6 separate regions of the Mus musculus genome follow, and regions 2, 3, 4, 5 and 6 are each linked to region 1. The links are chromatin contacts, called in public ChIA-PET, HiCAR-type, HiChIP or PLAC-seq and promoter capture Hi-C maps. All regions are on one chromosome and are shown on one strand. The core of a region is the stretch at or near the end of the contact, and the rest is flanking DNA. Distances in the headings are between cores, read along the strand shown.

Region 1 (4,682 bases), core at 1,563-4,062:
GGAACTTCCCCCACTGATTAACATAATCAACACAATCCCACACACACACCCACTGACCAACCAGATCTAGACAACCCCTCATTGAGATTCTTTTCCCAAGTTACTCTGAGTTGTGCTGTTGACAATTAAAACTAAGGATCACGAGTATATTCTTCACAGGAATTTTACCTGCTCCTTTCACTCCCACTGGAGTGGAAGCCCAGTGACAGAAGAGAGTTTTTCTACCACTTCTCTGGTACCTATAAGTACTCAGCACACAAAAGTTATTTTACAACCACTTATTAAACTAAAGAATACAATCACCCAATTTAATTGCATTTTCAAGGTAAAGGCATGCTCAAAACAAAACAAAACACATGAACCAAGATTTAGTAGTTCATGTCTAATAATCCTAGCACTTGAGAAACTGAACCTAAGGCTGGCCTTGGGCTACATAGTAAGAACCTATTTCAAAAACCAGAGAAGCCTGGTAGACCGTGGTGGTGCACCACCTTTAATCCCAGCACTTGCAGGGGCAAAGATAGATGGATCTCGGTGAGTTCCAGGCTAGCCTGGTGTACAGAGTGAATTCCAAGACAGTCACAAAGCTACAGAGAAAAACTCTGTCTCCAAACAAACAAACAAAGTCACATGACAGTGATGATCTAGAATACTATCCCCATCTCAAAAACAGAGCACAGTTTGGCTTCAGATCTTTTGTTTCTCTCACTAGAAAAACTGGCTTTCTTCTATACAGTCCCTATTTCCTGGTAATATCCTTGAACTCAATGTTCCTTGAAGTGTTAAACACTCCCTTGGTAAACATACTGAGTATCTTAGTCAATGGTCTCACAATCTTGGGCCATGTTTTCAGTAAATAGCTAACAAGCACACAAGCACAAAATCTTGTCCTGACTCAGAACAGATCTAAAAATGATGTAAGCACTCTACAAACAAAATTAAATATAATTCAACTTAACTATGATTAAAAATATAATTTATGTACATAAATATACATACACACTGTATAACATACAGCCAATATGAATTCAATAAAGTATACATTAAGTATGTAATACAAATATATAATATAAGCTACATATAATAGTGTATCTATACATAACAGCAAACTGAAAAACAATAAGACAATAAAAATTCATATAAGTACTCAGAATATTGCTCACAGATAGGACTTATAAATTAAATATTTTTATCTAAACAGTGCCAGGTTATTAAAGTTCTGGACTTAAAAATACATTAAGGGGCTAGGGAGATGGCTTTGTTGGTAAGATGCCTGCCTGTCACAGCAAGCATCAGCACCTGAGTTCAGATTCCTAGCATCCATGTAAAAATCCATGCCTGTAATTCCAGTGCCAAAGAAGCGGGCAAGAAGATCCCTGAGGCTGGCTGGTCAGCCAGTCTAGCCAAACCTCAAGCTCCAAGTTCAAGGAGAGAGTCCTTGTCTCAAAAAACAGGGCTGACAGCAACTGAGGAAGACACAAGTAACTGACCTCTGACCTTCACACACATGCATACATGTTCCTACATGCACACAAATGCGCGCGCGCACACAGAAGCAAACTAGGGTAGAGAATAATTTTCTAAGTTTAAAAGATCCGAATAACTCAATGAAGTTTAGAAACTCACATTTCAGTAAGATGGTAGTATTTCTGAAAAGAATCTTTCCAAAATTAAAATAACCTTTCCCCTGAAAAGATAAAGGGAAGATAATTAACATCAGGGCATTTCGATTTTCAAGGCAGAATATGAATACCTACATTTATAAAATATTCAAAATTTTCTTAATCAAAAAGACAGTAACAACATTTTCTTTAGTGAAAGTCAGTCATATCCTAACTATTGGCTCTTGCCGCTCCCTACAGGCCACAGAGCAGGGACTCTTGAGTGGGAGGCTGCTACAAATTTCAACCTAACTTCAAAGTGGCTTGAGCTGGACAGTTCCTTTTTTACTCACGAATCATCCCTCAGAACAACCGACTTTTGAATAAACTTTCAGCAGTTTTACTTTTACATGTAAAAGGACTTAACTATTAATCATTTCAGTAACAAACAGAAAACTACAACTCAAAGCCCAAAACCCTTTACCAACATGAATACAACCTGTAATATTTGCCATATAAATGTACAGTGAACAGGACAAAAAAAAAAAAAAGGCAAAAAGGTCAACGAAATGGCTAATGGTTTTTAAAGCAGTTCTCACCAAAATCTGGTTTTTCTGGTTCAAAGTACTGTACTAAGTCAAACGAGATTCTAAAATGGGTCGACTTATCAGTTAACTATCCAAACAAAAGACTATCCTTACTACACAACATTTTAGAATTGTTTCGTTTTGGCTATTCCCATGTTAAAATGCATTTTTGAATCTCCAAGTCCCCTAATCACAAAAGACGTTTCCAAGTTTAAACCAAATCAAAACCCTTCATCCGTAGGACTATTTTTACAAACACACACACACGAGTTAAAAATAAAGACTTCTATTCACATCTCCCTTTCATCCAGCCCTAGTACTGGATTTTGTAACATTCTAGCTGAAAGAGAAACTACTATCTCTCCCTGTGTATTAAGTTTCTCTCCTGTTCCATGCTTAAAGTTCTGTTACTTTCCCGGTAAGAACACGCTTGGCCCCTGACACTCCTCGCCTACAGCAAATAGCTCAGCTCTCAGCTCAGGGCAGGTGGGATCCCGTCGGCAGCTACACGGACGCTCTGGGTATTCCACTCACTTTGGGAACCCGACTTTCCAGAAATCTTCCTGGACCCCTTGGGCCACCGTAGCCCCACCTCTTACCCCCTTCAGGCTCAGTAGCGACCCCAACACTCACCGACGGCATCGGAATGTGCCACTTCGATCTATCTGCAGCAAACACGGGTGCCGGACCTGCACCAAGAAACGATAATGGGAACGGCTGCGCCCCTAAAAGAAGAAAAATAACAGGAGACACCTGAAGCCACGCAGCCACCGCCATCTTCACAGCCATGAAGCGCCTACCCAAAGTATTGAGCCTTCTTCCGGCTAGGTAGTTCCGCCTTCTTCCGGCTCGTCCCACCCTCTTCCGGCGCTACTTTGTGGGCGGGATTATCCGGGTCCTTGAAACTGTGCTTCTTCCCACAGACGCTCAGAGCGCCCCAGAAACTTTGAGTCTACTGCGCAGGCGTCCTCCTGTTTCCCTGCGATCGTGGCCTGGAGGTGAACTAGCAGAGTTTTGAGGTCTAGTGCTTCCCTCTGTTCTTCCAGCCCTTAAAGGAACTCAGTGCAGCGGCCAAGGCTTTGCTTTTCCTGCTTCTTCCCGCCCCTCATCCTTTCCAAGTCAAGGTCAGGCGCAGGCCAGACGTCTGTAGAAGCGCGCACACTGGATGCATGATTGACATCAAGTACTGAGTTCTCTGGCTGTCGAGCTGTGGCAACAGAGCCTGGAATGTGACGGGGCTGAAGTAGAAACGATTCATTAGCTCCAAAGTCCCTTTTGACCCTGAAAGACTGTGGGGCAGCTGCAGCATAGTTTGACAGGCGACATCAGCGTCCAGCAGTGATCCAGACTGTACTCCCCATTCGAAACTAAAAGTGAGGAGAGATCAGGTCAGCTTTCGGTATTGTAGAGTGACAGCCACTAAGACTGACCCTTATTGGTGGTGCTTCCTGTTTCTCACACTCTTAGATTTTAACCTCTAGGGCAGCGAGCACATCTCCGCCAATAAAAGCAAAGTTCATCAGCCACTCTCAACCTAGAAATATTTACCAAGTACTTTATCCCTGTAAAGACGCTGGTTTACGCTTGAGATAATACCAGATGAAAAAAAATTAAGATTGGCTTCTGCCCGAAGGGGACTCTTGACTGTGATGAAGTACGGGTTATAATTTAGCAAGCCTGCTTGTCACCGTTTTTTTAAAGATCGCCTGAGACTGTGGCCTGAGAGTTAGGAGTCAGGCAGAGTTAACATCCTTGTGCCATGGAAGCAGCTGAGAAAGAGGAAATCAGGTAAAGGGCAATTGCTCCCCCCAAGAACGGACTCCAAAAACAACCTTCTAGCTTTGATGGCTTCACTTAGGTTTTAAAGCACTTCCTTGAATGCTTGCTATTTGCTTCATCGTTCTTTATTGGTTCTGCGGGGATTTGGGTAATGTTAATAGCTAACCTCTCATAAAGTACTTTCAGGAGGATTAGATAAGTTTAACAGTGGAAAGGTTGCCTTCCAAACTCTTAAATGGATTTTTGAGCGGGCTGCCCCTCCCCAAGGCTCATTCAACTGGAAACGGAAGACAGCAAGGTCTCCTCATGTTTGCACACTGGATTAAAATAAACGGTGCCAAACCAGAGTTTAATGAGGGTATTTCTTTCTTTTTTTTCTTATTCTTTTTTTTTCTTTTTTCACTATAAAAGTTTCTTGGCATGACTAGGTGTGTTTTATCTCTCCCGACCTGTTTTTATAGTTTAGCTTCTTTCAAAATCATGAACTCACTAACTGCAGGTGCAGAAAGCCACACCTCTTCACCAAAGCGAGTGCTCCTCACCCTCCAACCCCCTTATAGCTTATAGTTGTTTTAACCAGAGAAAGGCTAGTCAAAATACATATAAATAGTAGTAATGTATATCTTCTTACATTTTATTCCAGATACAGTTCTGGAAACTTGATGTTAAAGAATATTAACCTATAGATTGTTGGAATCCTCTTAGCAGTTTTTCC
Region 2 (4,682 bases), core at 563-3,062, 720 kb after region 1:
TCGCAGAGCATCAAATTAGTTACACAACAGGTAGAAACTAGATCTAGAGAAAACACTTGGAGCTCTTATCAACAAAGAGAGTCCAAAAAGAAACATTCCTCCCTCCTTTCCTTTCTCTTTATTTTTCATTCTCTTTTTCTTCTTTCTGTTCCAATTGTCCATGCCTATATGAATCTCTTGAAACAGGGAATACAGCTAAACATAAAGGCCCTTGCATTGAAGAATACAATATGGAGTTAGTGCTGGTCATTTCTCCCACAGTGTGAGATCAGCCCCTGTGCAGTGGGGCTCATTTCTCAGTTTGTGTCCATGGAGAAACTTGGAAGTTAACTCGACCAGAGACTGAGGTACTAATGTGCAAGGGCCTTGGAACTATCTTGAGAGAATGGTTAAAAGTAATCAGATTTAAAAGTAAACCGGGGACCAGAGAGATGGCTCAGTGGCTAAGAGCACTTATTGCTCTTGTAAAGGACCTGGGTTCGATTCCCAGCACCCACATAATGGCTCACAACCATCTGTAACCCCAAATTCTGAGGCTCCAACAGGCACATGAGGTGCACATACATGCAATGCAAATGAAATATTCATAGGCACAAAGTAAATAAATAACAATTTAAAAAGTAAACTGATTCTAAACTGGACGTGGAAGAAAAGTAGGGGCAGAATTAAGCTGCTAGGTAGAGACAAAGTAGGGCCCTTGATTCCCCAGACATCCTGGCAACTGAAGACATTTTCCTATAGAGGAAACCAAGTGTTTTCTATAGTGGAGACAGTAATCTGTGAGAACCATGATTTTGGTTTTGAATGAGTGAGTTTGTTGAGTATATAACAAGCAAAAGTAAAAGAACAAATAATGAGTAGCAGATAGAAACAACAGATAGCCAGAAAAAAAAATCATCAAATCAGTTTTCTGTACCCAGCTGGGGTTACTGGCGTGTCCTGATTGAGTGGCAGACATCATGGAATATCCAGCAGAAACCAAGTGAAGTACAGTAGGTTACTCCACTGATGTAATGAGCCAATTCAAGTCAAATCAATAGTATAAATGCAGGTTTGTTGAGAGGCAGCTCTGGGGCGAGTTCTCCCATCTCACAGATGGAGGCCAATGGAGTCATAGGTCCAGGCTAAAGCAAGGGGATTTGACGGGTCCTAGGCTCAGGGTGATAATCTGTGAGCTAGAAGCTGGGGTTGTGCCTGTATAAGGTTAAAAAAAAAAAGCTGAGTTCCTGGGTGGGCATTTGTGAGTAAGTTTCTGGAAATGTGGACACCAGGAGAGATGGCATGTTAGCCTGGCATTTTCTCTTTGTGGGGGGGGGGGGTTGGAGGAAGAAGAACAAACCGTTTCTTAGCATGAACAGGGGATGAGCAAGGGTTCCAACCAACCAGAGAGGCTAAGGAATCCATCTAGAGTTCCCAACTGAACTTTCTCTGCATGGATGAGCTTCTCAAGGCTGAAATTCTGGCTTCTTTTTCCCACTGTAGACGTTTTTATGTCATGGAATAAAGAATAGTAATCTCCATTGAAAATGCTTTACAAGCAGAGGTTTGCAAGGAAACAATGTTTCCAATCTTGGGTTGTCAGAAGGGGGTCTCTGAGACAAACAGTCTTGGGTCTACACCTGTAGTGCTAACCCTGGTTCAGAACCAGCAGCTTCCCAGTGAGCGCAAACAACACATGACAATTTACCAATAAAATGGTGTATTGCAAGTAAGGAAAATTGAGCAACTTGACAATGTGGTAAAGAATGAGAGAACTGGCTGTAGACAAAGCTGCTTTAAAAACACAATGCAGTGGGCCTTGATCACAAGTGAACCTCAGGGAGTGGCAAGCCTTGAGCTTCCTTCCTGTTCTCCCCTTCCCCCATACTTCCTAGTCTATGCATCTGTGCCTGTAGGATTTGAAGAAGAGGGTGTATTATGCCTGACTTTTGACCTACCTTAACTCTAGCTGTGGCCTGATAGCACACTTTCATCAGGAATATCTCATATTTTACCTCAGGACTCTAATCTGCTAGACATTCACACCTGTTCAAACTTAGAAAGGAGAGGGTATTGGTGGAGCATAAAAATGTACTACTGTAAGAATTTAAGGCCAGGCTGGGTGATACAGGAAGATCCTGTCTCCCCCCAACCCCTCTAAAAACATCCACAAAAACAAATAAAGGAAATTAACACACACCCCTATGAGCAAACCTTAACCACTGGCATCCAAGATTTGTTGGTAAATACTCTTTCTGGTCTCTTTTAGGGAAGGCATTCTGAGCTGTGTTCTACCTGGCACCTCCAGGGTCCTCAGAGGACTGAACTTCATATGACCATAGCAGTGACCAGTGTGTTAGCACAATAACATAAACTTTATCTTAATAATTCTACAGTGTGTATATAAATGGAATCTAGTGCATTTAAAGCATTATACAGTTGCTGCTGTATCTACTTCTAGAGCATCTGCGCCTACAGGAACTGCATAGCCATTAAACTATCTCTTTCCATTCCTCACCTCACACCAGTCACAGGAAACCACCAATCTGTTGTCTAGATCTATGAACTTACTCCTTCAATACCACTAACAAATGGAATCATATAATACGTGCCTTACAGCATTAGTCCGTCATGAACAAAGTCACATCAGGCCCTCAAGGCAGTGACCTGGTGGTACAACCTGAAGCAGAAGCCATGAAAGAATGCTGCTTAATAGCCTGCCCCCCATGGCTTGCTCAGCATCCTTTATTACACAGCCCATGATCACTTGCTCAGAACTGGTACTGCTTGCTTTGAGTTAGGCTCTCCCATATCAATCATTGATCAAGAAGATACCCCACACACTTGCCCTCAGGCTAACCTGACAGAGACATTTTCTCAAATGATGTTCCCTCTTCCCACATGAACCTAGCCTGTGTCAAGTTGACCAAACAAAACAAAACAAAACAACAAAACTGTCATACCCATTTTTCAGATTTAAACAAATAAACAACTATCCAGAAAGATTATGTGACTTATGTGAATTAATTAATTAATTAATTGTATATGAGTAAACTGTAGCTGTACAGATGGTTGTGAGCCTTCATGTGGTTGTTGGGAATTGAATTTAGGACCTCTGCTCACTCTGATCAACCTTGCTCACTCCAATTGAGCCCCACTTGCTTGGTCTCTGCTTTCTCCGGCCCAAAGATTTATTTATTGTTTTACATAAGTACACTGTAGCTGTCTTCAGACGCACCAGAAGAGGGTGTCAGATCTCATTACGGGTGGTTTTGAGCCACCATGTGGTTGCTGGGATTTGAACTCAGGACCTTCGGAAGAGCAGTCGGTGCTCTTAACTGCTGAGCCATCTAGCTAGCCCAAGTTCAGGTTCTTAAATTGTCATCTTTTTATCTGCCATGTGGCTGTCTTGAAGGGCCTTACCCATTCTCCTCAAAAGATATGGTTCTCTGGCCTCCCTGTGTGACATCACTAAAGTAACGGTTTCTAATTGCCTTCTAAATACTCATGCTTATACTTAGAGATAAGTGCAGCTCTCATAAAAGACTTTTTTTTGCAGCAGACAGAGACTTGAAGAAAGATCCACAACTCATTGAGAACACAGAGGATGAGTGGCAGAGATGTGCCCAGTCCCACATGCCGCATCTATAACACACCTAAGGCTCAGGGAACATCATGGAAATGAGGGGTGTAAAGCCTGAGGACCAGGACTGTTGCGTGACAGTGTCCTCTGGGCAAGGGTACTGCTCCCAGGAACTTGCAACAATATGGCTGCCTGCACAAGACCCACAAAGAACATGCCAGCCAACCTGCCAACACGGACGAAGCAACATTCCCCAAGGCCTCGCCCTCAGATGAAGAGCTATAGGCCACCAGTGGCTGCTGAGAACCAGTGGTTGGTTTGTTGTTTTCTGTGCTGAGCGAGGTCTCAATCCTAAGTGGTCATCCCTAAACACATGCAAATAAGAGCGACACCGATAGGACTCCGTGAGTTACATGTATGACAAAAATGACTACAGAAGATCATAAAGTCAGGTTAGGGGCAGGACAGAGGACGACCTGAACAGGGAGGGACAGGTGGACACAATACAAACATGATACATTCATGAAATCCTCAAATCATAAACAAGGGAATATTGATAAAAAACAGAATGTATGAGAAAAGAACTGTTTCTCTCTGGTCAGCTTGCTGCTTTCCAAATATATCCTAACTAAAAAACTACAACAGCACACAGAGTACTTCTATGAACAGCTTTTTGTCTGTGACCAAAGACCCTTCTGATCTCTTGACAATGGAGTTTCCATCCCTGATCTCCATCCCAAGGCTCCAGGGTTCCTAAGTCCTTGTCACAGGCCCTGAGACTCCGCCAGCATCTGACAATTCCCAGCCTGTTGTGTGGCTCACCTGACGAATGAACCCAAGCAACTCCCAGGACAACTTTTAAGCCAGAAGAAAAGCATTCAGACTAGGTGATGGAAAGTTTATTCAGAACCTGACAAGAAATCAGGTTGAGATCATTATGTTTTCAGTGTTGTTAATGATTATTCTGGCTGGGATTTTTGTTGGTCGGAACAGACAGTGCAAAAATCATTATGGTAAGGTGTGGCTGCTTGCTAACCTAGGCTAACCAAACCCCTGTCCTGGGCAAGAGGCCAGGGCAGTTCTGGGCTGGATGGCTGTGCCACTGTCTCAGCCCTTACTG
Region 3 (4,682 bases), core at 1,120-3,619, 730 kb before region 1:
TACACAGTGTTGGCTTTTTCAGAAAGTACTCTGGATACCCTTTTATGTAGTGACTCATTTAAAATTTCTAAGAACTCAAAGACTGAGAGGCAGAGGAGCACACTCAATTATCCTCATTTTGCTGATTGGAAACTTTCAACAAGCATTTTGGAAAGCATTCAAGAAGGGATTGAGAGAGAACAGTTATTTCACCAATGTAGACATTGGTTGTTTTTTATAAGGAGTAACTTGTCCATGAATTCTTTGAGGATCCTCTGGAGATGGTTTAATAATCAACAGATTTTACGCAAAGGTAATCTTTAAAGTTCATTGAATATATTATAGCTTTCTTTTCAACAATCCTGTGGTAGATGATACATTTAAAAGGTCCTTACCAGAGGCATCAGACTTAAGGGTGCCTAGAAACTCAGGAGTTTCTGTGGTCCTTTTAGATAATCTTGGCCATGGACTTCATGTGAGAATTTGCTGGGGAGCAGATGTCTAGTATTTTCTGTTAGGTAAAACTCTTCTGGAGTAAAATGGTACCTGGGTCTTATTTAGTTTGTTTCCATCAATGTAATTCTAAACATCTCTTCAAGTAGCTAATAGCAGAGAGTGTTTTCTCTCTATGGATGGTATTATATTAGGTATACATATATATTATATATACACACATTACACACAAATGACTGGGTTTTGCTATGTAGTCTAAGCGACTGTTAATATGTTATTCTTCTGCCTCAGACTGATGAGTTCTTCTGGGGCTGTTACTATTTTGAGGCATGAACATTTGTTATTGCTTTTTTTTTTTCCTTTGGTTTTCTGAGACAAGGTTTCTCTGTGTAGCCCTGGCTGTCTTGGAACTCACTCTGTAGACCAGCTGGCTTTGCCTCCCAAGTGCTGGGATTACAGGCATGTGCCACCACTACCCGGCTATTGTTGCTTTTAATGATGAATATTAAACCTAGAGCCTTACATATGCTTGTAAGCACTACTACTGAGCTATATCCAATACTTTATTTCTTCTTATTCCTCCTCCTCCTTCACCTTCTTCTTCCTCCTCTTGCATTTCAAGACAGGATTTCTACGTACAACAGCTCTTGCTGTTCTGAAACTTGATTTGTAGACAGGCTGGCCTGGAATGCAGAGATCTGCCCACCTCTGCCTTTCAAGTCCTGAGATTAAAGGCATGGGCCACCATTGCCTGGTATTTATTTATATATTGATTGATCGACTAAGACAGGGTCTTAGCCTTGGACTCATTATGCAGACTTAGGCAGGCCTTGAACTTGTGTTCCTTATGTTCTTCCTGTCTTAACCTTCCAAGTATCTAAAAATATGGGTTTATAATTACCACACCTGGCAAGGGATGTGATGTGTACTGTAGTTGAGCTGAGAAAAATAACTTAGAGAGTCAAAGTGGGATAGTAAGAAAGCAAGACCTCATCAACTTAGTCGAGAAAGATTTGAATTCTAAAGTTGTCTATCAGAATGAGTGAACCAGTGCGTTCTAAGACTTGAGAACAACTTCAAATTGTAACTGTTAATACTCCCTAATATAAACCCTGCTGCACATAAATAATATATAAAAATGCATTCCCAGCGTTGACCTTTTTGTCAGATGACTTCAAATTCAACGACATAAAACATTTCCTATACAGCCCTCTTCCCTTCCAAACCTCTGTCATATTTTCTTGACAAAGCTCACACTCATCTTCCTAAATCAGAATCTGAAACCTCTGCCTCCTCTGCGCCCCAACTAGCAAATAATTCAGAACCCATCTATTTCTCTATTCTCATTCTCTTCCAGTGTTGAAGTCACTGTCGTTCCTTACCAAAGACCCAGGACACTCAAGCGAGTTTGAAACTACTTAGCATAGCTCATTAAATTACTGCTTTCTTCCCGGGCCACCTCTCTGCTCATCCCACACCCCGACACCTGGTCCTTCCCTACAATGAATCTGAGTTCTCCGATTATCGCTGGAATAGTCTTCCCTAGTTTTTGGGTCGCATTTAGGCTGTCACTAATAACAGCCCAGGCAGGCGGACTCTGGCTCCTCCACCCAAGCTCTCAGCAATTTCCAGGGGCTGTCGACTATGCGGGTGGTCCCTGAGGCCGCATTCCAGGGCTGGAGATGGATGAGTTTCCTCAGAGTGGACCCTGGTCCGGAGGCTCAAATTCGCTTCAAGTAGGGAACTCCTGGGCAGCCTACAACTCCAACACTGCAGAAGCTTCCGGACAGCTAGATCAGGGAGCGTTGGTCCGGAACCCTCGGGCGCGTGGCTCCGCCCCTCGCGCTGCGTCGGAGGTGGGGCGGGGCGGGGCGCCAGGCGCCGGCGAACGGCGTGCGCCAGGCGGGGGGCGGGGCTAGGGGCGGAGCGGAGCGCGCATGCGCGGTCGCCTTTGTGTGGGTCGAGCGGCGGCGGTGGCGGCGGCGGTGGCGGCGGCGGCAGTGGCGGTCCCACTGGCAGGCGGGCAAGAGGGGAGTCAGGGCGGCGTCCGGCGTGGAAGCCGGGGGACCACCATGGTAAAGAAGCGGAAAGGCCGTGTCGTGATCGACTCGGATACGGAAGACAGCGGCAGTGACGAGAACCTGGATCAGGTGAGGGCAGGCCGCGGAGGCGCGGGCCGGCAGAGCGGGAGGGCTCAGTCCTGGCCACGGGAGCTGGGAGTCGCCCGGCCCGAGCGCCCGGCCAGCCTGGTGTCCGTCCCGCTACTGTAGTCCCTTCCTGTCTCCCCGCTGAATCTTAGGCCCTTGGAGCCCGGGCCAGGCCTGGAGACAGAGCCCCGAGGACTTGGCGCCTTGGGCCGGGAGGCGGGGCAGGGAATTGGGCTGATGGGCCTCGGGGTTTGGGGTACTGAAGGGGGCCGCTGTCTGCTTGGGCCGGATCGGGACGTCATGACTGCAGGCAGGGAGATTCGGGCTGGGCGAGATAGGAAGTATCGCCCGCCAACCCCAATGGCTGAGAGATTTTGGAGGAGGTGCAAGGGTGAGCATGGGGCGGTGGGAGGGAAAATTTGTCTAGAAGGTGTGGACTCTGGAAGGTGAAGTTTTTCAGACCAGGCATGTGGACATAGGAGAGACACCCATACATGTCCCGAAGAGCTTTCGTGGTGCTTGGGGTGGGGGGGAGACTATGATCATTTACGGTCGAAATGGGTTCTCGTTGGGATGTCTGACAAAAAACTCTTTGGAGGAGGAGAGAGGGCAGATAACTGGAAGTTTGAATTGTAGGGCAGCAGAGAGAGACTGTGTTCCAAGCGCTCAGCCTCTTTTATGCAGCAGCATAGAATTCTTTTTCACTTGAAGATCTGAGAAGTACTGAAAGTAACTTGTGGCTTTAGCGTCTTGGAGTACCCGGCATTGCTTCTGTACTTTAAAAAAACACTGCAGGGAGGAAGCTGTTTGTGTAGTAGTACTCTGATGGTATCAGGAGATGATTTCCTCCATGTTTCATGAGTAAATGACATAAAGGAAGGGTAGGAAGCTTTATAAATGGAGTAGATTGAGTACTAAACTCAGAATCTGTAATTCTGATTCCTAATTTCTTTCTAGCCATTTACCTTTGGTTTCCACTGTAAAATGGACATATAATATCAGCCTCATGTATTGAATTGGACAGTTGCATAAAACAAATGTTTATAATAAAAAATGTTGGTATAAACTACAAAGTATTTGTATAAAAGGCTTCTTGGGAGTCCTTAGTAATAGACTAGAGGTCTCAGGTTTAATTAGGACTTGAAAAGGGAGGGCTTGCCTGGTCTACAAAATGAGTCCAGGACAGAGAAACCCTGTCTCAAACAAACACCTCAAAAACAAAAGAAAGAAAAGGGAGGGCTCTTATGAGGGAAGAACTTGTAAGGTTTAAAGAACAAGATGCGCACACACACATTACCTTTTGACACAGGATCTCAAACTATAGCCTGGTCTATCATTGAATTAAACCAGTTCTCCTACCTTGTCCTCTTAAGTACAGGGGGTTACAGACATGGGTCACCACACCTGCCTTAAGAAAGGAATAAAAAAGAGAGAGAAAGAAAGAGAGAAAGTAATGGATACCTTTAAAAAGGTGGCAGGGAAGTAGGAAAGTAATGGGGCTAGTAGAAGGACTAAGGACAGGGACCCCTGTATAGGGATAGGAATTAAGTGAATAAATTGAAGGCATGTTCATTGAAAGACTCCTAAAAATCTACTAAAATATGTCTTGCTATCTATAAAAGTTTTGTTGATAAGTTTTTAGACTGGTAGAAACATTAGAGTCTCTATCGTACCCCCTCCCCTCTGTTTGCTGGTCTGTGGAGTGTAGATGTGAAGTGCTCAATTTACATTGTCACATTTTCAAGTCATGGTCAGTTGACCTTATTTTTTCCACTTTACATTTACAAGAAAACAAGATTAAAGAAGTTAAAGCAATTCACTAGTAAGTAGTAAAATTGGAATTTAACCCATTTACATCCATAATGTTTCTACCACATCAGGTTAGTATAGTCTTTTAGTTTTACACAATGCAAAATGAAAAAAAGTGCGCTTTTAAAAAATTATCATTTTGATTTGTTTCTTTTTTAAAAAGATTTCTTTTTTTTGATGTGTATGAATGTCTTTCCTTCATGTGTATATCTGGACCATGTGTGTGCCTGTTGCCCACTGCCCACAGAAGCCAGAAGAGGGTATTAGACTCCCTGGAACTGGCCTTACAGTTAT
Region 4 (4,682 bases), core at 605-3,104, 660 kb before region 1:
CAGCTGCTAGGCTAGACCTTCAGCCTACTAGTCCAGCATTGTCCACACACTGCCTGGCACACAGGTACCCAGTAACATGCTCCCTCCTCCCTCTTCCTATTTTCCTCTGTCAGGTCCCAGTCTACCCTCTGAGATTCCCTGCTACAAGCTGGCATAGCTCTGGGCTCAAACACTCAGACATGCACACCTCTGCCCCAGAAAACGTTTCCAGGAGTCCATGCTGTTTCTTCACTTCTCCAAGGAGGAAGCAAGTGTTCAGACTGTGGTTTCCTTTCTCTTTTGCTTTCATTCCTCCCACACACCTCCTCCTCCTCCTCCTTTTTTTTTTTTTTTTTTAATTCCAAAATCTATACAGAAGCTGAGTGGCAGCTGCAGGCACTGTGATGACCTGGGCTGTCAAAGCCTCCCCATTACTCTGGCATGCAGTTGGAGATCCCATGGCTACAAGCAGCCACCGCCCCTGGAAACACCCCCCCCCAACTTCTCCCTTTATCAGTCAGTCATCTAGAGATCTTCTCTCTTTGCGAAAGGTTCTCCTCCTCCCTCTTAACTTCTGGCTGAAGAGAGAAAAGGCAAGTCTCATACTTAACCCTGGGCTTGCCCCAGCAATCCCAGGGTTGTTGTTCTAGGTGTTCCATGACAGGACCCTCAATTCTTTTAGGGGAAGGCAGACAAGTCTGGCTTCTGCTCACAGTAGCCTTGAAGTTCAGCTGAGCACCTGCAAGCAGAGGCCAGAGACCCATTCAGAGATGACAAGAAGGATTTCCAGTGTCTGAACTTCTACATCGGTGTTCTCTTTTCAGTATGCAGCCATAACTCTAGGCCGTGTGAAGTTTTTCTTCTGTTTACAGATAGGGAGATGGATAGAAGGAGTGAGCCAAGATAGGGTGGCCCGAGACACTGGCTGTCTATTACAACACTAAAAAACACTCGCATTTTTGGAGCACCAAGACTTTTTCGTTCCTTTCATGCTGGGCATGGAATCCAGTTCTAGTCGCGTACTACGCAAGTGCTCTACCGCTGAGCTACGCACTCAACACCCATCTCTAAAATTTTACTCTCAGAGCAACCCTGCAGCTCCGCGACGAAGGAGATTCAGCAGTTCAGAGAGGCGAAAGGACTCCTTTTGAAACCACAAAGCTCCAAAGGGGCAGGAGGGGGAGGAGGAGAAGAAACAGCTAGTGGGGGGCTGGAGAGGGGCGGTGGAAATGCAGGCCACCACCGGCTGTGATACTTGGAGAGAGTCAGACTCCGCCTCTTGACCTTGTTCTCTGCCCGCTGGGAAGTGGAGAGCTTCGAGGGGTGGGGGTGGGGAGCAGTCTCAGCTCGACCCTGGCCACAGACTCTAGTTGGGCACACTCCTTGAGGTGTGGCTTCCTTGGGTGGCTGACGGCCTTGAACTCCGAATTAAGGGGCCCAGGCCAGAGAAAAGCCCCAGAGACTCAAAAGACTTTGACCAGGAAGGTTGGAACACGGAAAGGAGCCCGAGGAAGCGAGTGAAAGAATGGGCACAGCTTCTTCCTGTGCAGATTAAGACCTCTGGTTCCCATTGAAGGAATCCCTCAAAAGCCGCGGGAGGGCACTGGGCTCAGGTGCGGGGCAGGTCCCTTCTGCCACCTTGAGGGCAGGTCTAGAGATAAGGCGGGGGCCGGACCTGGGACTTCCACGTTACACTCGGGACACTGCAAGCCTCCTGCAGCAGCGAGGGCCCCCGGAGGCCCGCGCTTTCTCAGAAAGTGAAAGGAGTGGGCGGGGGGCGCGGCCGGGGCGGGGCGCGGCCGGGCGGGCGTTGCCGAGGCTCCGCCCCGGGGCAGTCCCAAGCCCGGGGCGCTGAGCGTCTACAGTCCCCGCCGCGCCGCGGGCTGGTGGGCTCGGCTGCGGCTCCGGTGCCGGGAGATGACCCTGCCCGGGCGCCCGACGGGCATGGCGCGGCCACGGGGCGCGGGGCCCTGCAGCCCCGGGCTGGAGAGGGCTCCGCGCCGGAGCGTCGGGGAGCTGCGCCTGCTCTTCGAAGCGCGCTGCGCCGCAGTCGCCGCTGCAGCAGCCGCAGGGGAGCCCCGGGCCCGCGGGGCCAAGCGGCGTGGGGGACAAGTGCCCAACGGGCTCCCGCGTGCTGCCCCTGCCCCGGTGATCCCTCAGCTCACTGTGACAAGCGAGGAGGATGTGACCCCGGCCAGCCCAGGGCCGCCAGACCAGGAGGGGAACTGGCTCCCAGCTGCGGGGTCGCACCTGCAGCAGCCACGCCGCCTCTCCACCTCGTCCCTCTCCTCCACCGGCTCCTCGTCGCTGCTCGAGGACTCGGAGGACGATCTGCTGAGCGACAGTGAGAGCAGGAGCCGCGGCAACGTGCAGCTGGAAACCAGCGAGGACGTGGGGCAGGTACGGGCCGCGGGGGCGGGGCCAGCGGGGGCTGCGCGCCGGGGACTCCGCTCTCTGCTCTGCTCTGACCGGCTTGCGTTCCCCGCCGAGAGCCCAAGCGGGGGACAGGGGGCATGGGGGCGGAGAGGGAGCCCAGGACGACCTCTCGCCTTGGTTCTTTTTCGGGGGCTAGGCAGGCGATGGTAACTGAGTGCCTGGGCGTCTAAAGGAGGTTGAGGAGTACGCGACCCACGGAGCGGGAGCCGGCGGGTCGGCTGGCGTACCTGGGTAACTGTCAGGTAGGGCTGGAGAGATCAGAGCGGGGTAGCCTTGCCCCGGGAGCCCTGAGAGAAAAAGGGGCGCGTGAGCTTTTCCCTCTCCTCCCCCTCTCGGTGCCGCGGCCCCACCCCCGCCGTTGCCACGGTTTCCCTCTCTTGAGTGGGAGTGGAGCGGAGCTCCTGGCTCTGCTCCGGAGCCGCTGCCGTCTGCTCCCCGCGCGCGCACGAGGCGTGGATGCGGGAAGGGAGGGGCGCAGGGCTAGAACCGAGCGGAACCAAGATCCACCTGCTGCGTCCCCCCTCCTCGCCCTGGCCTACTGCTCCTAAGTGTCCTGGGAAAGGTAAACTGAGGCTGACAAGAGCTTGCTAGTCTCTGTATGGCAATGTGAATGTTCCCGGGCCAATTTAACCGGCAGCTATCACCAGCCAGTGTGAGGTGAAGTCATTATTCGTGGTATGGCCCTCCTTGACTGGAGGTTGAACTCAGGGCCTCAAACACAGTAGGCAAGCACAACCACCACTGAGCTACATCCTAGCCCTCTTTTCTTGACACTAAATTGCCAAGTTACAGTGAAACACAGTCTATAGCCTATTCGGGCCTTGAACCTGCGATCCTCTTGTGTCAGTAATCTCCCTTGTTTTAACCATGGCCAGATAACTAAACTAACTGCCTGTGGACTGTGCAGCGTTGCTCTAGATGCATTTTACGCAAGCGTTCCTCGAGTGGAAAGAGAGAGAGAAAAAAACCGGGAACGCCCCGCTCTGCCCTGAAGGCCGCGTCCTGGCGACTTCGAGAGTAAGACGCGCGCCCAGGTTGCCTAGACACCTTGAGAAGAGCGCCGAGGTGTGGCCTGGGCCTTCTGGAACCTGGCATCCCTGCACACTAGGATTGGACCGAGGGAGGCAGTGTAACGACTCGAAGTGGCACTGTGACTCAGAGACTTGCAATACAAAAGAGAAAAGAGGGTGGGGGACTCACAGCAAGGATGTCGTCCCCCCACTTCCCGTCATCAGGTGTAGGTGCGGGGGCTCAGTCACGAGTCCTCTGTGCCTTTCGTCCTGACACCGTACGATCCGGTACGGTGGTCGTTCTTGGGGCGACTCTAGACTAGGTACTGAGGCGAATGTCGCCGAGGCCGAGGCTTCCCCAATACTGTGACTTGTGAGCAGTGGGAGGACCTCTGAAGAACCTGTACCGTAGATCTGCCACTCCCCTGCTCTAATCTCTGACACGGAGAGGCGGGCCCCTGTGAAGGGCGCGACCGGTGAGAGCTGGGAGGACCCGGGCTAGGGCGCAGGCACACCCGCTTCCCTGTTCCGCCCGCCAGGACCCCCTAATTGCTCAGGGAGAGGCTGTGTGGAGGAGGACTTGCAGTCTAAATCTGGGTCCAGTGTAGGTAGCTCCGGCAGGGGTCAGGACATCCAAGAGAAGCCCAAGCTAGCTGTTCCCTGCAAATCATCTTCCTTTCCCACCCTGGGTCTCCTCCGGGAGGCTGCAGGAGCGGTCCAGATGGCCTCTCAGGGACCTTTCAAACTCCCAGGTTGTCTCCCAGGCTTCCCAACCCCCCCGCCCGCCGGGGCCTCCCCGAAGGCAAACAGCTCCGGAGCTGCAGATAAGCCTGGAGCTGTTGACAGAGGCTGCCTGCGTCTGCGTGGAAGGGCCGGGAGCGGACTTTGCCTCACAGCAGGCCCCACAGCACACACGCTCAGCCGGCCTTTGAGGGCTTCCCCGGTCAGGAAGCAGAGCGGGTCCCACTGACCGTAAGGATGCACCTGGGGAAAGACGGTTCCTGCATTGTAGGGCTGCCGCCTAGCCAGCCAGCATCTCACACCCGACTCGAGGCCCTAGAAGGCTCTGCCTGTCTTAGCCAGGCTCCACGACCTTTCCTTTACTTCCTAGGCGCTTGTACAGCCTGCTCAGAGCAGGACATGAAGAGCTGGCTGGGCTCCCTCCAGCGGCCTTTTCTCTGATAGAAGGAAAATTCAAGAACAAGAAAAACTGAGCAACCAAGGGAGAAGCAGGAGGCCTACTCCAGGGGCAAGTGG
Region 5 (4,682 bases), core at 553-3,052, 620 kb before region 1:
TGGGACCTAGGTAAAATATTAAGGCCCAGGTAACTGTTACCTGGATAGCTTGGCATTATAAGGAAACCTTCTCATATGTTTCTGCTGTTGCCAGAAACTTTCTAATGTCAAGATTGATGATATATTCTGTTATGTTCTGTGCCCTTTGAAACCAATCAAGACAGAAGTCAGAAGAACTCCTCGCTTGGACCCAAACCAACCACCCAACAGCACTTTCTACACCTTTGTATGAGCTTTTATGGTGTAAGTTGCCTTGGGGATGATCCCCAACATAAAAGAGACACTTGTGGGCTGGTGAGATGGCTCAGTGGGTAAGAGCACCCGACTGCTCTTCCGAAGGTCCGAAGTTCAAATCCCAGCAACCACATGGTGGCTCACAACCATCCGTAACGAGATCTGACGCCCTCTTCTGGAGTGTCTGAAGACAGCTACAGTGTACTTACATATAATAAATAAATAAATAAATAAATCTTTAAAAAAAAAAAAAGAGACACTTGTACCAGTATAAGAAACTATTTGGAATAATACTTCCATCTTGAGTAGTGGTCAAGTCAAGTTTACTTGGCACAAAGAGACATGTACTTGCGTAATTGACCTCCTAATTGGCAAGTTAAGACACATGAATGTTAGACAAGTCCCATCCCAGTAGACAAGTTAAGACCTGAATATTAGATAAGGCAAGTCCCCTGCCACAGTTGAATACCCCAACCAATAGGAACACAGTGAGTGGTGTACAACAAAGACATGTTCCCAAGGAAATCCTCCATCCCTAAATCCTGAATAACTTGGCACAGATGTTTGTGGATTTGGGGCCTAAAAATCCTGTAGGATCTTAATTCAAGGGGTATGGTCCAGTTCCCAAATCTGGACCATGGAATTTGGTCAAGTCATGGAATATATGCTCACTAAACTATCCCTGTCTGAGATTGGTGTTTGTGAGACGATTCCCGAACCCCAGTAGTTTCACTGCCCAGTAAATACACACACAAACACGGGGCTGTGACGGGTTGTTTAACAGCAACATTAGAAACCTAAGTCAGAAATAAAATACTAGCTCCACTACTTACTAGTGTAAAATTAGGCAAATTATTTAAGCTATTCCAAATTAAGTTTCAAGCCTGTAAAATGCACAAGGCTGAGACAGACTAATCCCAGCATTTGGGAAGTGGAGGCAGGAAGATAAGGCGTTTCAATTCAACCTGGGATACAGGAAACCTTTCAAAACAACAGCAAGTTATTACTGCATGCAGCGTGCCTTCCACAGTATCTGTTATATAAATAAACTTCAGTGAATGAAAACAGCAAGTCCCATGCTACATAAAGAAGCAAATGTACTCCCCCACAAACTCCAGGGGGGGGATTTGTCTAAAATCAATTAGTGCTAAAAGTTACGCCTTGAATTATAATAAGGATAATTCCGACAGATAACCTCTAAAGCGAAGGAAAACTAACAATGGATTTACTGGGTTTTGGAATAGCCTCTTACATCGCAGCCTATCGGCGACACGACCAATCCAGAGATTGCACCTCAGGCTCTAGTTAAGCATCCTGGATCGCCCGCGTCTGCAACCAAGAGACAGCTCGTGAGGCTCGAAATGAAGAGCTGTACCCGAGGTTTAGGTAACACAAGCTACTTCTGTGCAAAGACTCCCAAGCAGGTATGATAAAGTAACCAGACACCTTGCTTCTGGGTTCTCCACCTGAGTAACTTGATCGGGGTCTCTGCAAACAGCAACCTACTCCAACCAAACCCGCCTGGGCGCCGCCATCTTGGCCGTGCGGACTGGCACTTCCGCCGCCTCTAGAGTTCGGCTTCCGCCGAGCAGCCCCGCCTGCCGCGCTGTGGCTCGCCCGGGAGCTCGAGGGCTCCCAGCTCAGCGTTGTGTCTCTGAACCTCAAGCGGCGAAGCCTGCGGCGACTAATCTTTCTTTACACAGACGCTGGGAACACACGCGTTTGATGTAATGCAGACCCAGGTCTTTCCACAGCACGGCAGATGTAAAAACTTGCACAAACGTCCTTCTGCACTCAACACCGTGCTTAACTGCGTCCTGTATTCCCGCTCCACTCCCCGCACTCAGCATACAAAAGTCTGCACACAAACCAATGCGATCTCCCCAGTGTGCTTTTAGACGAGCGAGAAGGTAACTGTGAGAGGGAGATCCAAAGAAAGCAACTCTCCCAGAGAGCACTGTAAGAATTGGGTGTTAGTGAGAAGACTAAAGAAACTGGTTGTCATCAAGGTTACCCGCTTCCTAAGCATCTTCCCTTCGTTTATGTCAGTCTCTCCTCTTGGGAATTCAACCCCCTTCCCTGCCGTCCCTTCCCACAAAGTTTATCCCCTTTAAGGTCTAGCCAGAATCAACTTTGATAAAACAACAACAACAAAACAAAACAAAACTTTACCAATCAGTTCTGCCCCCTGAACTTCTAAACTTGGATGGTCTGAAACCCAAGCACTTGCACTAACCACTTGTATGGAGCAGACTGCTGCAATTAGTAGTTACCTTTTCACAAGAGAAGTTCTTTCAGCCTTGTGATATGAAAGGCTTGAGTAATTCTGGCACTTGGGAGACTGATATTGGAGGATGACAGACTCAATGTCTACTTAGGTTACACAGTGAGACCCTGGTTTTTTTTTGTTTCATTTTGTTTGTTTTTACATTTTTCCAGTCAGGGTTTCTTTGTGCAGTCCTGGCTATCCTGGAACTCACTCTGTAGACCAGGCTGGCCTCAAATTCAGTCTCTTGAATTAAAGGTGTGTGCCATCACCTATGGGCAAAAACCTTTTTTTTTTTTAATTTTTATATTTATTTCCTTTTAAATATACACATTTACTTGGGAGGCAGAGGCAGGCAGATTTCTGAGTTCGAGGCCAGCATGGTCTACAAAGTGAGTTCCAGGACAGCCAGGGCTATACAGAGAAACCCTGTCTTTATAAACAAACAAACAAACAAACACATTTGCCTGCATGAATATTTGTGCATTATGTGTATGCCCTGAGAAGCAACAAGAGGGAGTTAGATCTCCAGGAACTGGAGTTACAGATGGTTGTGGTCCACCATGTGGGTGCTGGGAATTGAACTCTGAAAGAACAACAGGTGCTCATTTTTAAAAATGTTTTTTTATTTCTATTTATTAAATCTGTGTTTTGGGGGGCTGGAGAGATGGCTCAGCGGTTAAGAGCACTTACTGCTCTTCCGAAGGTTCTGAGTTCAAATCCCAGCAACCACATGGTGGCTTGCAACCATCCTTAATGACATCTGACTCCCTCCCCTGGTGTGTCTGAAGACAGCGACAATGTACTTACATATAAAATAAATAATAAATAAAATCTAAAAAAAAGAGTTTTTTAAAAAAATGTGTGTTTTGCTTGCATGTATGTATTTGTGCCACATGCATGTCTGGAGCCCAAGGAATTAAAATGAGGATGTCAAGACAGTATTGGATATCCTACAACTGCAGTTACAGATAGTTGTGAGCTACTGTGTGATGCTAAAAGCCAAGCAACACTGGTCCTTTGCAAGAGCAACAAGTGCTCTCAACTGATGAGACACCTCTGTTGCCCAGTGCCCTGTTTTGGCTAAATAAAAAGTCCTGTGCATGAGAAAGGACTGGTTAGACTGATTTCCCTGTGAGCATGGATCCTTGTCTTTTGCCTCCATTAATGTTCAGCAATCAATGTATCACTGTGCACATACTTATCCTTAGTAAATCATTGTTTGAGGCTAGCCCAGGATAGCCAATGTTAATTCAGAGGCTTAAAACTTTAGTAGGCATCAGAATTTACTGGTGAGAATTGTTACAACACATTGATGATGCTGGGCATAGTGATATGCACCAGTAATCCCAGCACTGGGAATGCAGAGGCAAGAAGATTGCTACGGCTCAAGGCTAGCCCAGGCTACTTAATGAAACCAAATCTCAATTTCAATCTGTCTCTGGCTGTCTCTGTCTCTGGCTGTCTGTCTCTCTCTGTCTCTGTCTCTCTCTGTCTCTTTCTGTCTGTTTCTCTCACATGTGTGTGAGTGTATGTATGTGAGCACACACACATACACACACACACACACACACACACACACACACACACACACACACACACACACTCACTTGTGCTTGCTAATGGTCCAGAATGGATTCAAATATATGTAATCCTTCAGGGAACCTCCAGGCCTCAGTCACATCTGTAAACTTCAGCTATTAGGGATTAGGCAGCCTTTTGATTTCAAACAGTAGTAGACTACAGCTACTAAGATGTTCTGGAAATGGGGGCAAGAGATGGTACAAAGCGGCAGAATGAAACATGGGAGAAAACCACTGCTCAAAATGAAAGGGTGGATCCTGGAGAACACTGCCAACTAGCAGCCTGTTTTGTTTTTGAAACTTCACAAGGTCAAATGTAGCTCTGACGGGCCTTGATTTTGCTGTGCAACTAGGGATGACCTTGAATTTTTTAGGTCTTCTGCCCTTCATCCCACCACCCACCCACCCCCACTAGAGTGTTGGGAGCTACCACACCCAACCTTTACTGACAAATCTTAGCATCACTAAAGAAGAGAGTTGCACACAATTTCCCTCTTGGTGTGATGACTTAGAAATACAAATATCTAAGGATTCTTTTTGTTTGTTTGCTTTTGCTTTTTGAGACTGTTTTTGCTTTTTTATCTCAGTGTAGCCCTGGC
Region 6 (4,682 bases), core at 1,337-3,836, 540 kb after region 1:
CAAGTTGTCCTCTACTTTCACATACCGCATATGCTGTGTGATATTCTCTGTCTCATGTGCGCACGCTCTCTCTCTCTCTCTCTCCCTTCTCTGTGTGTGTGTGTGTGTCACACACACACACACACACACACTCACATACCAAAATAACAAAAACAAAAAAAACAAATAAATGTAATAAAAATACAATCAGCAGGACTTTATCAAATAGTTGAAATGTGCTAGTTATTATTTCTTAGAGACAAAACAAAAACCAAAAAAACCAAACCAACATTCATTAAAGGTTAAAAACAAAAGTCACGCAAGTCATGAGAACTATCACTTAAAATGTAGTCCAGAAAACAGCACCACCTTTGTAGAAACAGCTCTTGCACTCTAGTCGGGCAAACTGAGTAAGAATCTTCAATTCAACAACTCTTTGGATAATTTCAAATGTTCTGACTGACACAGGTTACATTTACATTTCTAGTTCATTCCCGAGTGCTGAGCTAACAATTAAGGATGCAAGGGGCAAGAGAAGGAAATGGAAAAGAAAAGGGTCTACAGCAAGACGGACAGGTAGCAAAAATAACAGCGAAAGGAAAGGATGGGGTGACTTGTTTTGATCTGCTACACTTTCCAGAAATGGGACACAGAAACCAGTTAAAATAATAAAAGGAACATTCCTTAATAGAAGCAAAGTTTAAATAAAAAATTTCGACTTTCTATTTCTTTTTGTTGTTGTTGTTGTTTTGTTTTTGTTTTTCGAGACAGGGTTTCTCTGTATAGCCTTGGCTGTCCTGGAACTCACTCTGTAGACCAGGCTGGCCTCGAACTCAGAAATTTGCTTGCCTCTGCCTCCCAAGTGCTGGGATTGAAGGCATGTGCCACCACGCCTGGCGACTTTCTATTTCTATATAAGTTAGAAATTAGGAAGCCACATACCCCATCAGATACCTTCCAGACTTGAGTGACAAAATCAAACTGGGGTTTGTCCTTTAGAACAAAACAGGTGTTAGTCCCTCCCTGTGAGACCTTACTGGGTGCATTGCGGTTGGGGGACTATGCTCACTTCATGACATACAAATGATTCTCCGGGTTCAGCAGAAAGGAACATTAATTCAGAAAAGACTTTGCAGCTATGATTGCTGTCTGCTTCTTCATGTCAAATAACAATTGAATTGTTTTTTTCTAAATGGACAAGGGGAGCTAGAGCCAAATAAGGAAAGCCACAAAAGGGACAAGATTTCAAGAAGTTTGCTAGTGCTCAGAAAAGGCTACTCAGAACTGGGATTCACTCTTAGAGAGCTAAACTTCCCTTAGGCAATGTCAACAGAGCACCACACACACACACACACACACACACACACACACACACACACACACACACACACCCCAAGGGGTTTGCTTTATATTTAGGTGTAGTCAGGTAAGTACAGTAAGTGGCTAGACTGCAGAGACCTAAAAGAACTTATAGATACGTCAGTATTTGTAGCAATTACTGATTTAAAAGCAGCTTTTGTGAAAAACTGAATTAACACATATATAGAAAATAAGGCATAACTGCAGAATGTATATTAAGAAGCAGAAAACAGGGCTTCGTGACTATTTCTTAAACTCCATTTCTGAGTACTGTTTTGGTTTCAGAACAGGTTTCATTGTTGTTTTCTATGCCCTCTGTGGGGATACATGATGTCCTAAAAGGACTACGAGCAGTACAGATAAATAACAGACAGGCTGAAACTCCAGGTCCACCACGCAGGAGCTCTGTAACCTACAAGTCACGATTACCTACTTTATAAGAATGCTGCAATATTCAAATAAAGTTAATATAAGCCAAGTTCTTTACCACATGAGAACTACTAACACATTTCACAGCGCCCGTTTGAGAGTGACCCGTGTTTTTGAGCAGGTTATTTAAGCTGTGTTAGTTTTGTCTAAAATAACTCAGTTATGAGACTATTGCAGTGACTACATTTTACCCTGTGAGGTAGACCATGGCTCATCAATGAATCAACACGGACATTTCAAATACAACCACTAGGAAGTTCTATTCTGAACAATGTGACTTACATACAGTTTGACAAAGGAACAGATCCGAATGGCCATGCTAATCACTACTGGGCTTACCCACCTTCAGTATTTATATTAGAGGTGTGATTTCCTAAATTTAACAATTTAGTAAACTCTAAAGAAAAAAACTTGTAGACACAATGACATTTTGAAATAAAAGATTTTGAGATAATCTTGAAAATCAAGAATTGGTAATATCAAGAATCTACTGTAGTTTCCAGAAATCTGTTCATTTATTTTTTCCAGGGCTGAGAATCAAACCCAGGGCTTTGGGTATTTTAGGCAAACACTCAACTACTGAATCTACTTAACTACTAAACTCCTCACCCCACTTTTTAAACAGACTAAATTATTTTTAAGTTGGACTAGAAGCCCATTTCTTTACGGTTGCGGGATATTTGATCATATTGTGAACTCTAAGACTGTTTACAAGAAAAACCTGTTTTCAGTTGTGGTGTGGCTCAACCTTAGCTCACACCTTTAATCCAAGAGCTTCCTCTTTGAATGTTGTACACAGGACTAAAAAGTCAACCATAGGTCAAGAGGTGGAGCAAACAACCAGATGACAGGAAGTGAACATAGGATTAATAAGAAAAACCATAGAAAGTAAGGGGAGGTCAAAAGGACCGATAGAGAGATGCACAGGAAATAGAAGGGAGGGTAGTTCAGCTTGAAGGAACTTTTTAGAGAGGGCCTGAGAGGAGATATTAGTTCTGGTATCAGCTGAGGAGGAAGGTGAGCTGGCTGCTTTCTCTGCCTTTCTGAGCTAGCAGGCTTTTACCCCAGATTTTGACTCCTGAGTTTTCATTGGTAAAATGGAGAGATTGAGAATGTTTTTAAAAAGCCAACCAACAACGTTTACCTTCCTTATTATGCACAGGCATTAGAAGTAGGTAAAACTTGTTTCCAGTCATATGTGACTGGGAGCATTAAAAAAATTGTGTGTGTGTGGCTGTGGAGGCCATGGAGCTGGAGTTCCGATTGCATGATGTGTGGGTGCTGGAAACCAAGCTTGGGTTCCTTGCAAGAGAAACAAATGCCCTTAATTGCTGAGCCATTTCTCCAGCCCCATCTTAGGGCTTTTTTAAAAACAGCAAACTAAGTACATATTTTATTCTAATATATGCTAAAAGAAGTTCTTTGATGTCCATGATTTATTAAATAGTTGATCTATCAGAATTTTTATAACATTCACCATTTCTAAAGTAAATGAAAATTTATTTTAATGATCAGAACAGTTCTATTATGTGATTCTAATTTTAGTTTAAGATTTTTTAAAATTATTTTTCAATGTGTATTGGGTGAGTGTGCATGTGTTTGCACACATGTCTGCAACTGCCTGTAAAGACCAGAGAGACAGTGAGATCCCTGGAGCTGGAGTTAAAGATGGTTTTGAGTCACCTGATGTGGGTAGTAGGAACTGAACCCAGATCTTCTGCAAGATTAGTATGTGCCCGTAAACACTGAATGATCTCTCTATCCTGCAAATTTTAGTTTGTTTGTTTTATTGAATGTATGACTGCTCTGTCTGCATGCCAGAAGAGGGCATCACATCCTTTTATAGATGGTCATAAGCTACCATACCATTGCTGGGAATTCAACTCAGGACCTCTGAAAGAGCAGTCAATGTTCTTGACCACTAAACCATCCCAGCAGCCCCAAATTTTAGTTTAAAACAAAATTCTCAGTCATCTTCAGGGAGAAAAATTTAATTAAGGGAACTCTGATGAGTATCAAAAGGCTGGTATATAGGTGAAAAGGAAAGTAAAAAGAAAAATAAACAGATTATTAGACACTAAGAGTATATGAGGGGGACAAAGTCATGAAGTGTGTAAGTGAAGGGCAAGTGCAAAGCGTGGAAGTTACAGTGTGGAGCTGCACGGTGACCCACATGCAGTGACGGGCCTGTCCTCAGTCCTCAGCGCCATCTTTATGCCATTGGGTTATACTCAGTAAGACTTTGCTGAAGACATTTACAGAAGTCTTGTGTTACTCATGGGAGACTGACTCCATTCCCTAGATACTTAAAACAATAAAGTATTTGCAAGTAACCCATATACATCACAGGCAATTTAATACCTATACAAAGCAAATGTTCTATAGACAGCTGTTAGACTACAGTGTTTTGAAATAAATCAAGGAAAAAAACTGCACAAGTTCAGTACAGAACCGATCATCTTTTATTACTTCTGAGTTGTAGGCTGAGTCCCGGGATGCAGAGCCAACTGCATTAGCATATGGCAATTACAATTGCTTGTGCCTGCCATCAGGGTAAAGAGAATCCTAGTCAAGCAAGAGGATCAAATGTCTACTTAGACGACAGAGCAAGTAAGCACACTGTCTAGCAGTGCCCTCACCTTTGAACTCCAACCACTTACTTTAGGTCACATATAACTGCGTAGACTCTTCCCAGTTTGTCCTGGCTATAACCCTGGAAGTTGAATTTATTGTTCCTGTCCAAGTATTCAGGTAAAACTTCTAGCAGCGTTTCAGTAATGACAGAAATAACATTCTGCTCTTCAATAAGATGCCGGGCCTGTAGAATATTTCAAGAATATTGTCTTAGCATTATCTCACCATAGTATGGACTTAATTTATTCACTCACTTGGTTGACCAGCATTTCATTTTATTT

Evidence for each region. ChIA-PET counts read pairs in DNA pulled down with a chosen protein or histone mark. HiCAR-type assays count read pairs that join an accessible place to other places. HiChIP or PLAC-seq counts read pairs in DNA pulled down with a chosen protein or histone mark. Capture Hi-C pulls out chosen DNA fragments and counts their contacts.
Region 2: a contact with region 1 is called in an H3K4me3 HiChIP or PLAC-seq map of bone marrow-derived macrophages, with 4 times the contacts expected there. The contact joins the enhancer-like site here to the promoter of Ganc in region 1. A contact is called at or near these places in 9 of 39 promoter capture datasets (the 3T3-L1 cell line, the HPC-7 cell line, cranial neural crest and 6 more) and 2 of 115 datasets of contacts at active chromatin or transcription factors (astrocytes and bone marrow-derived macrophages).
Region 3: a promoter capture Hi-C map of liver shows a contact between it and region 1, with 3 times the contacts expected there. The contact joins the promoter of Rtf1 here to the promoter of Ganc in region 1. A contact is called at or near these places in 2 of 115 datasets of contacts at active chromatin or transcription factors (astrocytes and kidney) and 2 of 9 other capture datasets (adipose tissue and liver).
Region 4: a promoter capture Hi-C map of adipose tissue shows a contact between it and region 1, with 2.5 times the contacts expected there. The contact joins the promoter of Itpka here to the promoter of Ganc in region 1. A contact is called at or near these places in 5 of 39 promoter capture datasets (the 3T3-L1 cell line, hematopoietic stem and progenitor cells, hippocampal neurons and 1 more), 1 of 484 Hi-C or Micro-C datasets (embryonic stem cells), 2 of 115 datasets of contacts at active chromatin or transcription factors (bone marrow-derived macrophages and memory CD8 T cells) and 2 of 9 other capture datasets (adipose tissue and liver).
Region 5: a HiCAR-type map of astrocytes shows a contact between it and region 1, with 2.5 times the contacts expected there. The contact joins the promoter of Rpap1 here to the promoter of Ganc in region 1. A contact is called at or near these places in 2 of 115 datasets of contacts at active chromatin or transcription factors (astrocytes and bone marrow-derived macrophages) and 1 of 9 other capture datasets (adipose tissue).
Region 6: an RNA polymerase II ChIA-PET map of memory CD8 T cells shows a contact between it and region 1, with 5 read pairs. The contact joins the enhancer-like site here to the promoter of Ganc in region 1. A contact is called at or near these places in 7 of 39 promoter capture datasets (the C10 cell line, frontonasal cranial neural crest, hippocampal neurons and 3 more), 3 of 484 Hi-C or Micro-C datasets (adipose-derived mesenchymal stem cells and nephron progenitors), 10 of 115 datasets of contacts at active chromatin or transcription factors (the 230-238 cell line, the SCID.adh cell line, astrocytes and 6 more) and 3 of 9 other capture datasets (adipose tissue, liver and pancreatic islet).

What each region holds. Positions count from the first base shown.
Region 1 is chr2:120,401,084-120,405,765 of GRCm38.p6, forward strand. It overlaps Ganc (glucosidase, alpha; neutral C), which reads left to right and starts at 2,813. Exons shown (of 24, transcript NM_172672.2): 1 at 2,813-3,976. The coding sequence starts at 3,948. Tmem87a (transmembrane protein 87A) reads right to left here and starts at 3,033. Exons shown (of 20, transcript NM_001110496.1): 1 at 2,822-3,033; 2 at 1,627-1,687. The coding sequence starts at 2,977.
Region 2 is chr2:121,123,114-121,127,795 of GRCm38.p6, forward strand. No RefSeq gene overlaps it. Among named protein-coding and RNA genes, the nearest start is that of Tgm7, 9.1 kb to the left of the region's middle. Within about 2 kb of position 1,813, at least 9 of the 459 cell types and tissues checked have an H3K27ac peak or open chromatin away from gene starts, as enhancers often do. A contact at or near this core is called in the HPC-7 cell line and bone marrow-derived macrophages, where this site is marked.
Region 3 is chr2:119,672,699-119,677,380 of GRCm38.p6, forward strand. It overlaps Rtf1 (RTF1, Paf1/RNA polymerase II complex component), which reads left to right and starts at 2,370. Exons shown (of 18, transcript NM_030112.2): 1 at 2,370-2,582. The coding sequence starts at 2,370.
Region 4 is chr2:119,740,483-119,745,164 of GRCm38.p6, forward strand. It overlaps Itpka (inositol 1,4,5-trisphosphate 3-kinase A), which reads left to right and starts at 1,855. Exons shown (of 7, transcript NM_146125.2): 1 at 1,855-2,379. The coding sequence starts at 1,897. It overlaps Gm25857 (a small nucleolar RNA gene), which reads right to left and starts at 474; the gene lies at 346-474.
Region 5 is chr2:119,785,735-119,790,416 of GRCm38.p6, forward strand. It overlaps Rpap1 (RNA polymerase II associated protein 1), which reads right to left and starts at 1,803. Exons shown (of 25, transcript NM_001163701.1): 1 at 1,681-1,803.
Region 6 is chr2:120,936,540-120,941,221 of GRCm38.p6, forward strand. Ubr1 (ubiquitin protein ligase E3 component n-recognin 1) reads right to left here. Exons shown (of 47, transcript NM_009461.2): 12 at 4,428-4,585. Among named protein-coding and RNA genes, the nearest start is that of Ubr1, 32 kb to the right of the region's middle. Within about 2 kb of position 2,587, at least 6 of the 459 cell types and tissues checked have an H3K27ac peak or open chromatin away from gene starts, as enhancers often do. A contact at or near this core is called in memory CD8 T cells, where this site is marked.